Linked DNA regions of Capsicum annuum: all the other regions are linked to region 1. Evidence: chromatin contacts called from public Hi-C data. All regions are on one chromosome and are shown on one strand. The core of a region is the stretch at or near the end of the contact, and the rest is flanking DNA. Distances in the headings are between cores, read along the strand shown.

The links. A called contact is a pair of places that touch in the nucleus more often than the background predicts.
Region 2: a Hi-C map of bud shows a contact between it and region 1, with 2.8 times the contacts expected there. The contact joins the enhancer-like site here to the promoter of LOC107867403 in region 1. A contact is called at or near these places in 2 of 5 Hi-C or Micro-C datasets (bud and placenta).
Region 3: a contact with region 1 is called in a Hi-C map of placenta, with 4 times the contacts expected there. The contact joins the promoter of LOC107867401 here to the promoter of LOC107867403 in region 1. A contact is called at or near these places in 2 of 5 Hi-C or Micro-C datasets (bud and placenta).

What each region holds. Positions count from the first base shown.
Region 1 is chr1:98,273,349-98,277,959 of UCD10Xv1.1, forward strand. LOC107867403 (phosphoglucomutase, cytoplasmic) reads left to right here and starts at 2,450. Exons shown (of 19, transcript XM_016713626.2): 1 at 2,450-2,614; 2 at 2,750-2,839; 3 at 4,450-4,531. The coding sequence starts at 2,759.
Region 2 is chr1:97,763,463-97,768,073 of UCD10Xv1.1, forward strand. No RefSeq gene overlaps it. Among protein-coding and RNA genes, the nearest start is that of LOC107867397, 16 kb to the left of the region's middle. Within about 2 kb of position 2,344, at least 5 of the 5 cell types and tissues checked have an H3K27ac peak or open chromatin away from gene starts, as enhancers often do. A contact at or near this core is called in bud, where this site is marked.
Region 3 is chr1:98,001,208-98,005,818 of UCD10Xv1.1, forward strand. It overlaps LOC107867401 (PLASMODESMATA CALLOSE-BINDING PROTEIN 1), which reads left to right and starts at 1,972. Exons shown (of 4, transcript XM_016713621.2): 1 at 1,972-2,241; 2 at 2,667-2,909; 3 at 3,001-3,037. The coding sequence starts at 2,187. It overlaps LOC107867400 (a long non-coding RNA gene), which reads right to left and starts at 744. Exons shown (of 3, transcript XR_001673171.2): 1 at 557-744; 2 at 425-490; 3 at 109-342.

The sequences.
Region 1 (4,611 bases), core at 1,200-3,699:
TACCATATTGTATTTTGATTTATGAGATGTTTTATAACTCTTACCATAGTGAAAAGACTTAGCTCAGAAACTTTAAAACAACAAATTATATCCTACGGGCAAAAGTTGACTCTATCACGTTATGTTTTCATTTATGAGATGTTCTACAACTATTGCCTTAGAGGCAAAACTTAGCTCAAGGACTTTCAAGCTACAAATTATGCCCTACGAGCAAGAGTTGACACTACCACATTATGTTTTCAGTTATGAGATATTCTATAACTATTGTCTTAGAGGCAAGACTTGGCTCAAGGACTTTCAAACAACAAATTATGCCCCACGGGCAAGAGTTGACTCTACCACGTTATATTTTCATTTATGAGATGTTCTACAATTATTGTCTTAGAGGCAAGACTTAGCTCAAGGACTTTCAAACTACAAATTATGCCCCATGGGCAAGAGTTGACTCTACCACATTATGTTTTTATTTATGAGATGTTCTACAACTATTGTCTTAGATGCATGATTTAGTTCAAGGACTTTCAAACAAGAAATTATGCCCTACGGATAAGAGTTGACTCTACCACGTTATGTTTTCATTTATGAGATGTTCTAAAACTATTGTCTTAAAGGCAAGACTTAGCTCAAGGACTTTCAAACAACAAATTACGCCCTACGGGCAAGAGTTGACTCTACCATATTATATTTTTATTTATGAGATGTTCTACAACTATTGCCTTAGAGATAAGACTTAGCTCAAGGACTTTCAAACAACAAATTATGCCCCACGAGCAAGAGTTGACTCTACCACATTATGTTTTTATTTAAGAGATGTTCTACAACTATTGCCTTAGAGGCAAGACTTGACTCAAGGACTTTCAAACTACAAATTATTCCCCACGAGCAATAGTTAACTCTACCGCGTTATATTTTTATTTATGAGATGTTGTCTTAGAGGCAAAACTTGGCTCGTGGACTTTCAAACTACAGATTATGCCCTACGGGGCAAAGTTAATTCTACCACGTTATATTTTCATTCATAAGATATTCTACATTTATTGCCTTAGAGGCAAGATTTGGTTCAAGGACTTTCAAACTACAAATTATGCCCCACGGGCAAGAGTTGACTTTATCACATTATGTTTTAATTTATGAGATGTTCTACAACTATTACCTTAGAGGCAAGACTTAATTAGCTCAAGGACTTTCAAACTACAAATTATACCCCACGACCAAGAGTTGACTCTATCACGTTATGTTTTCATTTATGAGATGTTCTACAACTATTGCCTTAGAGGCAAGACTTAGCTCAAGGACTTTCAAACTATAAATTATGCCCCACGGGCAAGAGTTGAGACTACCACGTTATGTCTTCATTTATGAGATGTTCTACAACTCTTGCATTAGAGGCAAGACTTAGCTTAAAGATTTTCAAACTACAAATTATGCTCCACGGGCAAGAGTTGACACTATCACGTTATGTCTTCATTTATGGGATGTTCTACAACTCTTACCTTAGAGGTAAGACTTAGCTCAAGGACTTTCAAATAATAAATTATGCCCCATGGGCAAGAGTTGACACTACCACGTGATGTCTTCATTTATGAGATGTTCTACAACTCTTGCCTTAGAGGCAAGACTTTACTCAAGGACTTTCAAGTAATAAATTATGCCCCACGGGCAAGAGTTGACACTACCACATTATGTCTTTATTTTTGAGATATTCTACAACTCTCGCCTTAGAGACACGACTTATCTCAAGAATTTTTAAAGAACTTCGTAACAACAATTCATGCCCTTAAATTTACTTTGTGGGAATACACTGAGTTTGTTGTTGTAAAAAAAAGAAGATCCCTTTGTGGATTATCAAATTTTTTATTTATTAGCAAAATATAATAGAAGTTGAGAAAAAAGAAAAAAACGATCAAAAAAATAGAAAAATAAAAAAAATTAAGAAAAAAAATGAAAGAAAAACTTAAAGATCAAGAAAAAAAGCGAAGGATTAAAAAAATAGAGAAAAATAAAAAAAAGAGAAAAAAAAAAAAAATAAAGATTAAGAAAAAAGCGAAGAATTAAAAAAAATGAGAGAAAAAAATAAAAATAAAGTTTGAGAAAAATGAGGAAAAAAAAGAGAACTGATAAAATCAAAAATAAAAGAAAAATAAAGGTTACAGACAAATGAATTAAAAAAAGAAGAAGAAATAGATAATGCTTGAGAAAAAAGAAAAAAGAGAAAAAAATAAAGGTTGAAATAAATGAATTAAAAATGAAAATAAAATTAAAGAGAAAAATAAAAAGTAAAAATAATAAAATTAAAGAAAAAAAAGTGAAAATAATAAAAAATAGAATAATAAATTAAAGAAAAAATAAAAAAAATAAAAAATAAAATTTAAGAGATAAATAAATAAAATAAATTTTAAAAATATATTTAAGGTGTATAAAAATAAAAATATCTTTAAAAATATTGTTTATTGGGGCCAAATATGCCACTCATAATTAGGTATGACATGCAATTTCCTCTTCTCCCCATGGTTTAATTTGAATTGCTTCCTTTTTCCAAATATGCATTCTTCACGCTCTCTTCAAGCTCCACACACGTCGTTCACTCATTCATTCATCTTTCCAATCTTCAGATGTAAGCCTTCCTCTATCTCTCTCTCTAAAAAAGTGTACGTGTATACTAGATTTAAATGTGGGTGCCTTTATGCGTTTTGAATCTCTGCATTTTCTGTTTCTAGCTAATTCTGCGTGCTGTTGATTCATTTTCCAGTGACGAAAAATGGCGACATTCAAGATTACCCGCGTCAATACGACTCCGTTTGAAGGCCAGAAGCCTGGTACTTCCGGTCTCCGTAAGAAGGTAAACCTGAAAAAACAGAATTAAGCCAAATCAAATTCAAAATAAATAGTTCGGCTTTTTTGATAAATGTGGTGTCTGGTCCGCTTTAGTGCACCTCGACTAAATCCACCGGATAAATAACACCTCCCTCCAGCAACAGATATCGCATAACTCTGTGGAAAGAATCACCTAGTGTTTTTGCCTTTGTTGGGATTTAAATATCAGACCTCAAGTTCTCAACCCACTTCATTGATTAGGCGACACCCTTGGATATCCTGATCTAGCTGCTTTTTTTAGTTAAAGTTTCTTTTTGCCGATCTCTTTGTTTTCGAGTTCAATCCACTTTCCATTTGGTTTGCTTGCCATATTATCTTTTCTTTAAAGTACTTATTGATGTGTACAGATTGTAATCAGCGGTTATAGATCTAAGGAATAACTAGTAACTTAATGGGATTTTGTAGTAACGGACCTAATGGAATTCGCCTGCATCATCTTGTAGAAATACTTGATCATAATAACTTGTCCTCATGCATGCTTCTTTGGACATAAACTCAGCTATAAAAAAGCTTTCTGTGTTTTCGAAATGTAATCACTAGAAGTGCTACTGATAATAACGATCACATAAAAGGGCTGCATAGCCCAATATCATCATTCTTATGTGCATTATTAACCACTCAAAACTCACTATCGAGTCGTAACTGATCAAGATAAGGGACGATGCCCAAACAACAGATTTGGCCCAATGTCAAACTGGCCAAAGGCTCATAATGAGACGAGTCAGGGATCCAGATTTGAATTAGATCAAGTAAGGAATTCTTACTTGCCGGTAATTCTATGAACTATGGTTAAGGACAAAGAGCTGTTGATTAGTTTATGATGGATTTCTCAGTCCTCTATCCGTTTTTATTTTCTGAAGCAGTATATGATTCTTTGGAAGGTATTGGATTCAGTTGTATGTGGAGAAAAAATGCAATTTATACAGGACTTTGAGTGGTAATCTTCTAACATAAAATCGTATTTTTTTTTTAAAGTAATCTAGTTCAATATATCTCTGTGAATTGGTCAAATACATTTTTTCTAAGCTAAAAACACTAATCATATTGTGTTGGAGGGAGTATTCATGAACCACCAAAAAGAGTCTAACTATGTCAACAAAACATAGTTCCCTACAAGAGGTGTTGGCTTAATGGTAAACTATGTCAGACTAGTTTGAGTTATACTATAAAAAAGAAACACGGGACACGATTCTGGACCCCCCAAAAAGTTACAGTTATGTTCTTAAACTCTATTTCTTTTTAGCCAACTGGCTTGTTACTAATTTGTTTTCCTTCACATTCCTGTAAGGATGTCTCAGACATTCATGTGGTTCTTCCAGACACAGCTAGAACAATATATTAATTCATTCGTTATGTTCATCTTCGTCACAACTCTTTCAGCATTTTGTTTGAATTTTTGCAAAGCTGGTAGTTTAAATTGTAGTTAAGCTGACTCATGAATAAGCCTGAACTTCTGGACATCAGTAGTTCTGCATGATCTTTAGTCCATCTGGAGTGTCTTGGCTTGTTTCTGCGCTGTTATCTTAATGGATCTTGTTTTTTGAGCGTAACATCAGGTTGGATGGGCTGTTTCAGGTGAAGGTGTTCATACAACCTAATTACTTGCAAAATTTTGTTCAGGCAACATTCAATGCCCTTGGAGCTGACAGAGTTAAAAGTAAGGAATTTTATGTTTTCCTTTTCTAGCTGAATTCCTCTACATTTCTTGCATGTAATGGTAGCAGTGGTGAATCTTAG
Region 2 (4,611 bases), core at 1,094-3,593, 510 kb before region 1:
AATTTGGCAATGATCACTTGTAAAGCAGAATCACTTACCCAAGTAGCTTTGATCTATTGGAATAATTCATAATTATAAGTAAGCAAGGAAATAGTCAGTAATTTTGAATCAAACTTCCTAGATAATGCATCATAGCCTTATTGTTATACCCTTTCTTATATTCAATTGAAAAATCAAATGAGATCAAATTTGAAATCCCTTCAACCTGGAAATCTGTACAGATGTGTTGGTCTAACAAATGATTGAGAGCCTTCTATTCAGTCTTAACCACAAAGGGTTTGCCCAATAATTAATGTGACCACTTGGTCACAACAAAAATAAATGCCAATAACTCCCTATCATACACAAACAAAGCCTGATGTTTCAGGGCTAATGACTTGCTGACATAAGCTATTGGATTTCCCTGCTGCACTAGCATTACCCTTATACCATTACAACTTACATCAGTCTCAACTAATAAGGGTTGAGAATAGTCTGGCATAGCCAAGACAAGAGCAAAAACTAGTGCTTTTCTCAAGGTATCAAAAACGGTAGTAGATTCTTCTATAACACAAATCCATCCTTCTTGAGAAGATCATGTAAAGGTCAACAAATAAAACCAAACCCTTTTATGAACCCTTTGTAGTAGCCTACTAAACCCATAAAACCTCTTAGCAACTTAAGGTTGATAGGGATAGGCCAATTCTGAACGGATTTAATTTATTTGAATTAGTCAACATCCTATCAAAACCAATAAGATTCCCCTAGTATCCACCTTATCCACACCAAAGGTATATTTAGACATCTTGGCATATAGTTGAAACTCTTTTATGAATTCAAATGCAGCTTCCACAAAGACAATATGATCAACCCAACTCTTACTATATATCATAATATCATCAAAAAACACTAAAATTGATTTTCTTAAGAGAGGTTTAAACATAGATTTCATAAGACTTTTGAAGACTAAGGGTGCATTGGTCAAACCAAAAGGCATGACTAAAAACTCATAGTAACCTTCATGAGTTTTGAAAGCAGTCATATGATTATCATTCTCATCCATTCTCAACTAATGATAGCCCACTCTCAGGTCAATTTTAGAAAACACTTTAGCACCTCCTACTTCATTTAATAGTCCCTCTTGATCCAAATAGGGAATTTATGCTTAATGGTCATCTGATTTCCATATTTCTTTCCCACCAAAACTACAGGTAAAGCATATGGACTAGTGCTATGTTGTATCACACATTGATCCAACATTTCTTGTATTAGCTTCTCAATAATATCATTCTTAACTGGAGGGTCTTCTATTCACATGGTTGGATGCTTTTTGAGGAGAATATTATGATCAAATGACCTTCTATGAGGAGGTAAGGTAATAGGTATTTCAAATAGATAAGAGTACCGCTTTATCAATTTAGATCGAGAAGTGAGAACTTGAGTAACTTTGATTTCATTACAATGTCCTCCTTCTATGGTTTCCTGTACCAGTGACATCATGAAGAATTGCGCACCTGATCCACCTATCTTACTTAGTGACTTGTGAGTTGTGCTTACTGGTTCTTAGTTAGTTGTCAACACCTCTGGGGACATGTTTACTTCCTTGATATACAAATCCCACAGTCCTATTTTGGAAATCAAACAATATATTGCCTAAGGTATTCAACCATTGAACTCTCAGTACAATATTCGCATTTCCTAAAGGAAACAATAGGAAAGTTGAGCAAAAAATTGTCCCTTGCAGCAACCAAAGTAAATTCTTGCACACTAAATTAGTTTGTACCCTTATCCCATTGACTACACTTATAGACTGTTGAGTAATAGGACTAGCTTTACAACCCAAGCTTCTTGCCACTTTTTCATCTATGAAACTATGGGTACTGCCAGTATCAATCACCACTTACAGAGGCTTCTTCACATGGTAACCTGTAACTATTATAGTTTGACACCCAATAACACTAGTGTATGCCTGTAAGGATATTACTATAAACTCATCTACTGCATCTGTTAATTCTTGCCCTTTCTTCTTATCATTCAACTCCAGTGTCTCTTCCTCCAGCACTTCTACCAAGTACAATTGCTTCTTGTCTCTACAGTTATGCGCCAACACATATTTTTCATCACAGAAAAAACAAAGCCTTTTAGACCGCTTTTCATCCATTTCAGTTGTGGGTAATCTTTTTCGAAAAGTGTTGTTGTTGAATCTATTGCGATTTGAAAAATATGGTTCAAAAGGTTTCTTGGAAGTAACATTTGTGTTGGTAGAGTTTGGGAAAGAAGGCTTTTGGTATTGTGAATGTTTATGATGAGGGGTAGGCAAATAAGGGATTTGAGACCTGTTTATTGGTTGTAAACCCCAAGATTTGGCTTGAGCATCAAATACATCTTCCTGTAATCCAACAAATTTTACATGTATGTGGGTAAAGTTTTTGGGGATTGAATTCTCATAGCTTTATTTAACAACTAATGGCATTCTCATTCGACAAATTAATTCTTGTGAAACTCTGCCTGGTACTTGTTAACATTCGAAGGAGAAGACTATGATCGAAGAAAAACAACGAGAAATAATGGAAATCAGTAGAAGCTTCTAGAGAGAAAAAGAACAGAGAAGTAGGAGCATTTCTTATTATTGGAAAAGAAGAAAATGATTTTTGTGTGTTGAAAATATCTTACACTATATATATACACATTGCAACATGGACCGGGTTATAATAAAGTGGACAATAAATTAAATGGGCCAAGCCCAATACATCAACAAAAAAGACAAGTCTAATGACCCAAATCAGCAGATATAACATCAGTCTCCAACACCCCCACAAGTTAGAGGGGATACAACTCCCAACTTGAGTAAGTGAGCATGATGATGAACTCCAGTCAAGCACTTGGTGAAGACATCATCAAGCTGGCAGGAGTTGGAAGTATGAGAAAGAGAGATCAAACTGTCAGCCAACTTGGTACGTAGAAATGACAGTCAAGCTCGATATGTTTGGTCCTCTCATGGAAGACCGGGTTCTTGGCTATGTGAATGATAGCCTGATTGTCACAAAACAAGGGAATAAGAGTGAGATCAGATACACCAAAATCAGAAAGAAGATGAATAAACCAAGTAATCTCCACAATAGCTTTACTCATGGCCCTATACTCAACTTAGGCAGAAGAGAGGGAGACAATAACTTGCTTCTTGGACTTCTAACTAATGAGACTATCACCTAGTAAAACACAAAAGCCAGATACAGACCTGCGACTATCAATAAAAACACCCTAATCGCTATCATAATACATAACAAGTGATAACACTTGATACATATGACTGAGTGCATGTTGCAAGATGTATGCATCATCTCTTACCCTTCTCATTCTCATCATCATATCATAACATACTAGCATGGTACCTCACCCATTATCACATCATATCATATTATACTGGTGTGGTGCCTGATTCATTTTCTCAATGTATTATCTTAGTGAAATAAAAATATAATTCAGTCATCAAATCCCACGTTATGCTAGAAGAGAACCACAGATGTTTAAATCACAAACAAGCACAAAGTCAAGTAGGTCCAAGTTTTATACAAAAACAAAACCTATCTCAACTCTTTTTCTTAAAAGTCACCTTTATGCCATTCTTTTTTTTCTCGTTCAATTCGTTCTTGATCTATACAACACAAGATATATACACATTTCAATGAATCATCCCTTTTTAACCACTAGAGATCAAAAGTCATCAATTTTGTCCATAAATTACCCTAATTCATCATCTTAGGATTTTCTTATCATTTTAACTTCGTGAATTTTACTTGAAGTATCATAAACAACAGTAATTTCAGTTCCATTAGTGTTTTCTAACACCTAGGATCATTACATAATGAATTCATAAAAATTTTCATCCTTTTTCATCAATTTATATAAACTAGGGTTAAACCCCCATAACCTACCATTAATCCATTTCTAGTGATTTTCTAATGTTAAACAAAGTAATTTCAAGTCTAACTTTCCTTCAAATATTAAAAACTTCAAAATTCCTCTGAAAATCACCCTTTCCCGGAGCCTTAGTGTTTTCTTTTTCAAAAAGTGGGGAATGAAAATATTTTTTAGATTTAAAAACTAAAATTTTACTGTGCGTTACTGCTGCAACGATTATAGTTTTGCTACCGCAATTTGTATCCTTTTACACAGAGGCTGCCGTCGTAGTTTGGCATACCGCCATAGCACCACGTGGTTACTTTTTCTACTTCAGCGGTTCGAGGAAGAAACTTGGGAACTCTGATTGATTTTTATTATTTTACCACACACACCACGAATTTCAACATTGCGGACCAACCCCTTCACGATAAACACTATAATCGGAGCTTTATAGCTCTATTTCAGATGCTAAAAGTTACTACGACTTCCGAAACTCATTGGATATCTACTTAGCACATTCAATCCCAAACCTACATTAGTACTAGATCTTGTTTAATTATTACACCCTAAAAAATAAGCCAATCCTAGACTAACCTTGAATTTTTCAAAATTTCTCTAAGGAAAGTCTAGGTGAAGTTTCCACTTACTATTTCAGCATAAAAAGTTTTTGGATCATTACTATTATATGTAGTTTTGATGATGAGCAGCTAAACTAAAAGGGACCATGGA
Region 3 (4,611 bases), core at 722-3,221, 270 kb before region 1:
GCCTACTAAGATTAGAAGGTATATTAACATGGACAAGTCACAAATCTCTAATCTTAGAATTAGAACACACAAAATTAGCAAACAGACATAAAGAGAGGCAAGCAAATATATACGCAAGAGCAGTCACATGGATTAAAAGAAAGCACAAAGGGTCCCATTACAATCCCAAGGGGGTGCACCAACATAAACAGCATATACAAATCGAGTTTTGTCAAGCTATGGACAGATCTGTAAATGCTCTAGCTACCAAAAACCTTCACCAAAAAAGGGATACTGGGAGCCTCCCACCGAACTCAGATGGATTTGACCTGGAAATTGAGCTGCGTGTTGATAAATCAACAACTTACAAGAGAAATAAGGAAAGGTGAGAAGAGCAAGAGGGAGAATATTAAATCCATATGGAATAAGAGAAAAGAAAACCTACTTGATAGGGCAAATCGGAGCTTCGACATGATGTTACTTCAGTCCTGTGGGGCAAAACCCCGACCACCTGAGAAGAGGATGGAGTCAAACCGAGCTAAAGATTCAGGTAAGGGAAGCTGGAAACAGAACTTACCAGAGGCAAAGTTGATAGAAAGAGCTAGGGTTGAGCAACATCCACAGACATCCAACTTACAGATAACCTAGGGGAGGAGGGAGATGAAGTGGCCACAAGGGGAACATCCTTCAGCAGAGGCGGCAATGTGAAGTAAAGAGTAGAGAATACTTTTCTTGTTTAAACGTTGATATTAGGAAACTTTTCATATTCCATTTTTTGGATCGGGTTTTTTTGGACTTGGGTCAACAATGTATAGTTGGGCTGGATTGTTTTGGATGAAGTTGCAATAAAAAAGGGTCCAGACAGACCAAAAATTCTAATTAAAAAAAAAAAACTAATATCTTTCTTGGAGGAAAATTTTGGATCTCTATAAATTAAAGACCTCTCTTCTCATATCACAACACAATAGTATTAATAGTTTTTATATTTTTTCTTATATTATATTTTCGTATGTAGGTCAATTAGCCAAATTATATAATCATTATGTTTTTAATATGTTTTTCTCTGTCGTTTGAATTATCACCATCTTGATTTTCAACTATTACCTTTCGCATGACGCTTTGACAATTTTGATCCGAACAGATAGAACGTATTAAGATCTCACCTTTACCTCTTCGAGCTAGGCAAATGTAGATTGTTTTTGATAGATCCTAATTTTAGTAATACCTGTCAAGCAGTGTGAAAGGGGGGATACAATCGTAAAAGCAATTACAGTACAAATTAATCAAAATAGTAGCATTACACAACAAATAATATAAAACAATAAGAAATGAAATAATGATTAATCGATGCATAATTAAAACACCAAGGGGTTGTTTGGTGTGAGGTATAAGAGATAAATAGTCTTAGGTTAAAGTGAAATATTATTTTATCCCATGTTTGGTTTGAAGTATTAATTAGTATCGAAATTATTTATCCCACTATTTATGCTATAATAATGGAATAAGTTATCTCAAATACATGATGGGATAACTAATTTCAAATTATATCAGAATAACTTATCTCAAAATTAATTATTTCTAAATAATTTTTTCGCAACCAAATAACCGTAAGTGTACGCTGATACCGAATATTATGGAACAAGAAGCGTATCGCAAAGTATTCAACCAGAGTTGAGTTAGGTAGTGACCATGTGGATGAGTCTATGACCGTTTGAGAGGCAATAGAGCACACATACACAAGTACAGGTACAGTCAATTACATGACAAAAGCTTTTGCTTTTCTGCTCAATTTCCAAAAACACCATCTCCCCTTATCAATAATATTTTTTTTGATTTTCATCCGATATTCGTATTAAAACTCGATTAATTTAAATTCATACCGTATAGAATTTCATTTAGGGGAAAATGCTTTCTAACAGAGTTTTCTTCATATCCAAAATCAAACTTTCAATTTTTAATTAAGGATGAAACAACTCATCCATCTACCGGACCACCTCTCATATTGTTATCAACGATATAACATATGCAGATACTGTAAATTTACACTCATCATACATATAAAAGTGCCACAAAAACAAGTATACATCAGAATACTTGTAGTCACTCTCATTTTATTATCTAGAAAACAACACCCTTTCTTCTCCTTTACCAATTCTCTTGAAAAAGTGAAGGAATAGTGTACTTTCTTCATTATTGCTTTCACAATCATGGCTGCTTTTATGTTGTCTTTGGTATTTTTCTTGGCTATCACTGGTCACTCAAGTAAGCTGCTACTTTTCACTTTGCCATGAACTTTTCTCTGTTCTCAGCATTTTTTCCCATATTTTTCTTGAGATGGTCTTTTACTAGATTTTGCTTTTAGTAAGGAGACACTTTTCACTTTGCCCTCAAGTTTTCTCTGTTTTTTCTGCATTTTTTTCATATTTTTTGATATGGGGTTTCACTATAATTTGCTCTTGATGATGTTCTTGATTCTATTAAATTAGAAGATTCAGTCTTTTTCCCTTTGCCTTCAAGTTTTCGGTATTTTTGATGCTTTTATACTCTTCTTGAGATGAGGTTTCACTATATTTTACTCTTTAAAAATGTTCGTGATTCAGCTGTGTTCAAAGATTCAGTCTTTTTATAGGAAAATCACAATGAGTTTTGCTTGTTTGAGCTGATTGTATGTGGATTTGTTTCTGTAGGTGCCAGTTACTGTATTTGCAAAGATGGTGTGGATGTAAAAATTCTTCAAGAGAACATTGATTATGCCTGTGGATCTGGAGCTGATTGCACAGCTATCCATACTAATGGTGCTTGTTACAATCCTGACACTGTCAAAGATCACTGCAACTATGCTGTAAATAGCTATTATCAGAGAAAAGGTGCCTCTGGTGCTAGTTGTGACTTTAAGGGAACTGCAACTTTGACTCCAACTGCACCAGCTTGTATGTTTCCTCATTTACCACTAATCCTTTTACTTATTTTGTATCTTCAAAGATTAACTTTTTGTTGTTTTCTTGTTCTTTTTTTCATCAGCTGCTGGTTCTGGTTGTGTATATCAGTCTACTGCAGGGTAGGTTCTTTAAGCTTATGTTATAATATGTGATGTTAGATCCGGTATTGCATAGGCATCTCACTCTTTCTCTCTTTGGGTGTATTAGATTTACTTAACGTTTTACCTTGAAATTAAAGGAAAGGTTCTAGTTGTTGCTCCTGTCTTTGTGATAATAGCTTCAATCTAAAGCTCATTCTTGACCTCTTGATCTTGGAGAAGTCATAAAAAGTTCACCTTTTTCTGGTGTCAATTACAAATTGTGTGCTTCGAAGGTAAAAGGGTTGGTGAAGAAAGTTAAAATTGTGTCTTGGACATGAAAAGAGACCAACTCCATATTAAATATTAATACATGCAGTTTCTTTATTTAAAAAAAGACTTTCGGAACTTGTAGTATTAAGCATATCATTATATTTCTGTGACTTTTGAAACTTGTCTTTTAAAACATGTTAATAAATTTTTGTGCGAGTCATATAAATTGAAATGGAGGGGAGCATACATAGGAAAATAGTAACTTGTAGTATTAAGCATATCATTATATTTCTAGTTGTGCTTTATTTATTTTACCATAATATTCCAGTAGCTATTGTTAGTGTGGCCTGTCACTATTCACACTACCTAATAGTATGCGTGAATGAGCTGTCATGATGTTGATATCTGTCTGTTGTATATGTCCCTTTCTCCTCTACCATGATGACAATTTCAGGTGTATCTTCCATCATGTAACATATTCTAATGGCTTAAGTAAAATTTTCTTAGACCCCTCAATTAAGGTTTGTATCTATCAGCCTCCTAACCCACCGAATTTTGATTCAATCATGCCTTTTTTGTCTAATCAGCAACAGGTATAGTGTGTGTGTAACACACTCACCTGACGTGGCAAAATTAACCAATTAGAAAAAAAAAAACGTAAAAACACCCCCACCTACACAGTCATCATCTTCACAACCTCTCCCCCGATGTCTTCACAGTTCTCACACACACACACTCGTCGTCCGTCTTCACAGTTCACACACACACACGAGAGCAGCAACAATATACTTCCTAATTTTGATTTTCCGACGAGATTCATCGGAGTCGGAAAACGCACACGAAAAGATTATGTTATATTTGATGTTGAATTATTATTCATTTTATGTTTATTCATCAGAAGGAAACACAAATTCAAGATTATTATTCATCAGAAGGAAATGTTGAATTTGTGTTTGAATTTACTATTGAATGTTGTTAGTTTTACGGGGGTTGAAGACGACGATGATAGGGTGGGGGTAGGGTGCTGTGAAAATGATGATTACACGGGGAGGGTTGAAGACGACGAACTGGGGTGGGGTGGGGTGAAGATGATGACGTGGGGTGGGGTGAAGACGGTGACGCTAGGGGAGGGGTTGAAGATTTTCTTCTTCTTTTTTAAATTAAAAATTATTATAATTAAATTATATTGATAAAATAATTTAAGTATAAGTTTTTTAATTAATTAAAAAAAATTATAAGTTTTTTTTTAAGTTTTTTAATTAAAAAAAGTAAAATATTATTTTTTTCTTCGATTCACATGCCCAAGGAGAGTGTAACATTCTCTCCTTGCCAAATTAACATTT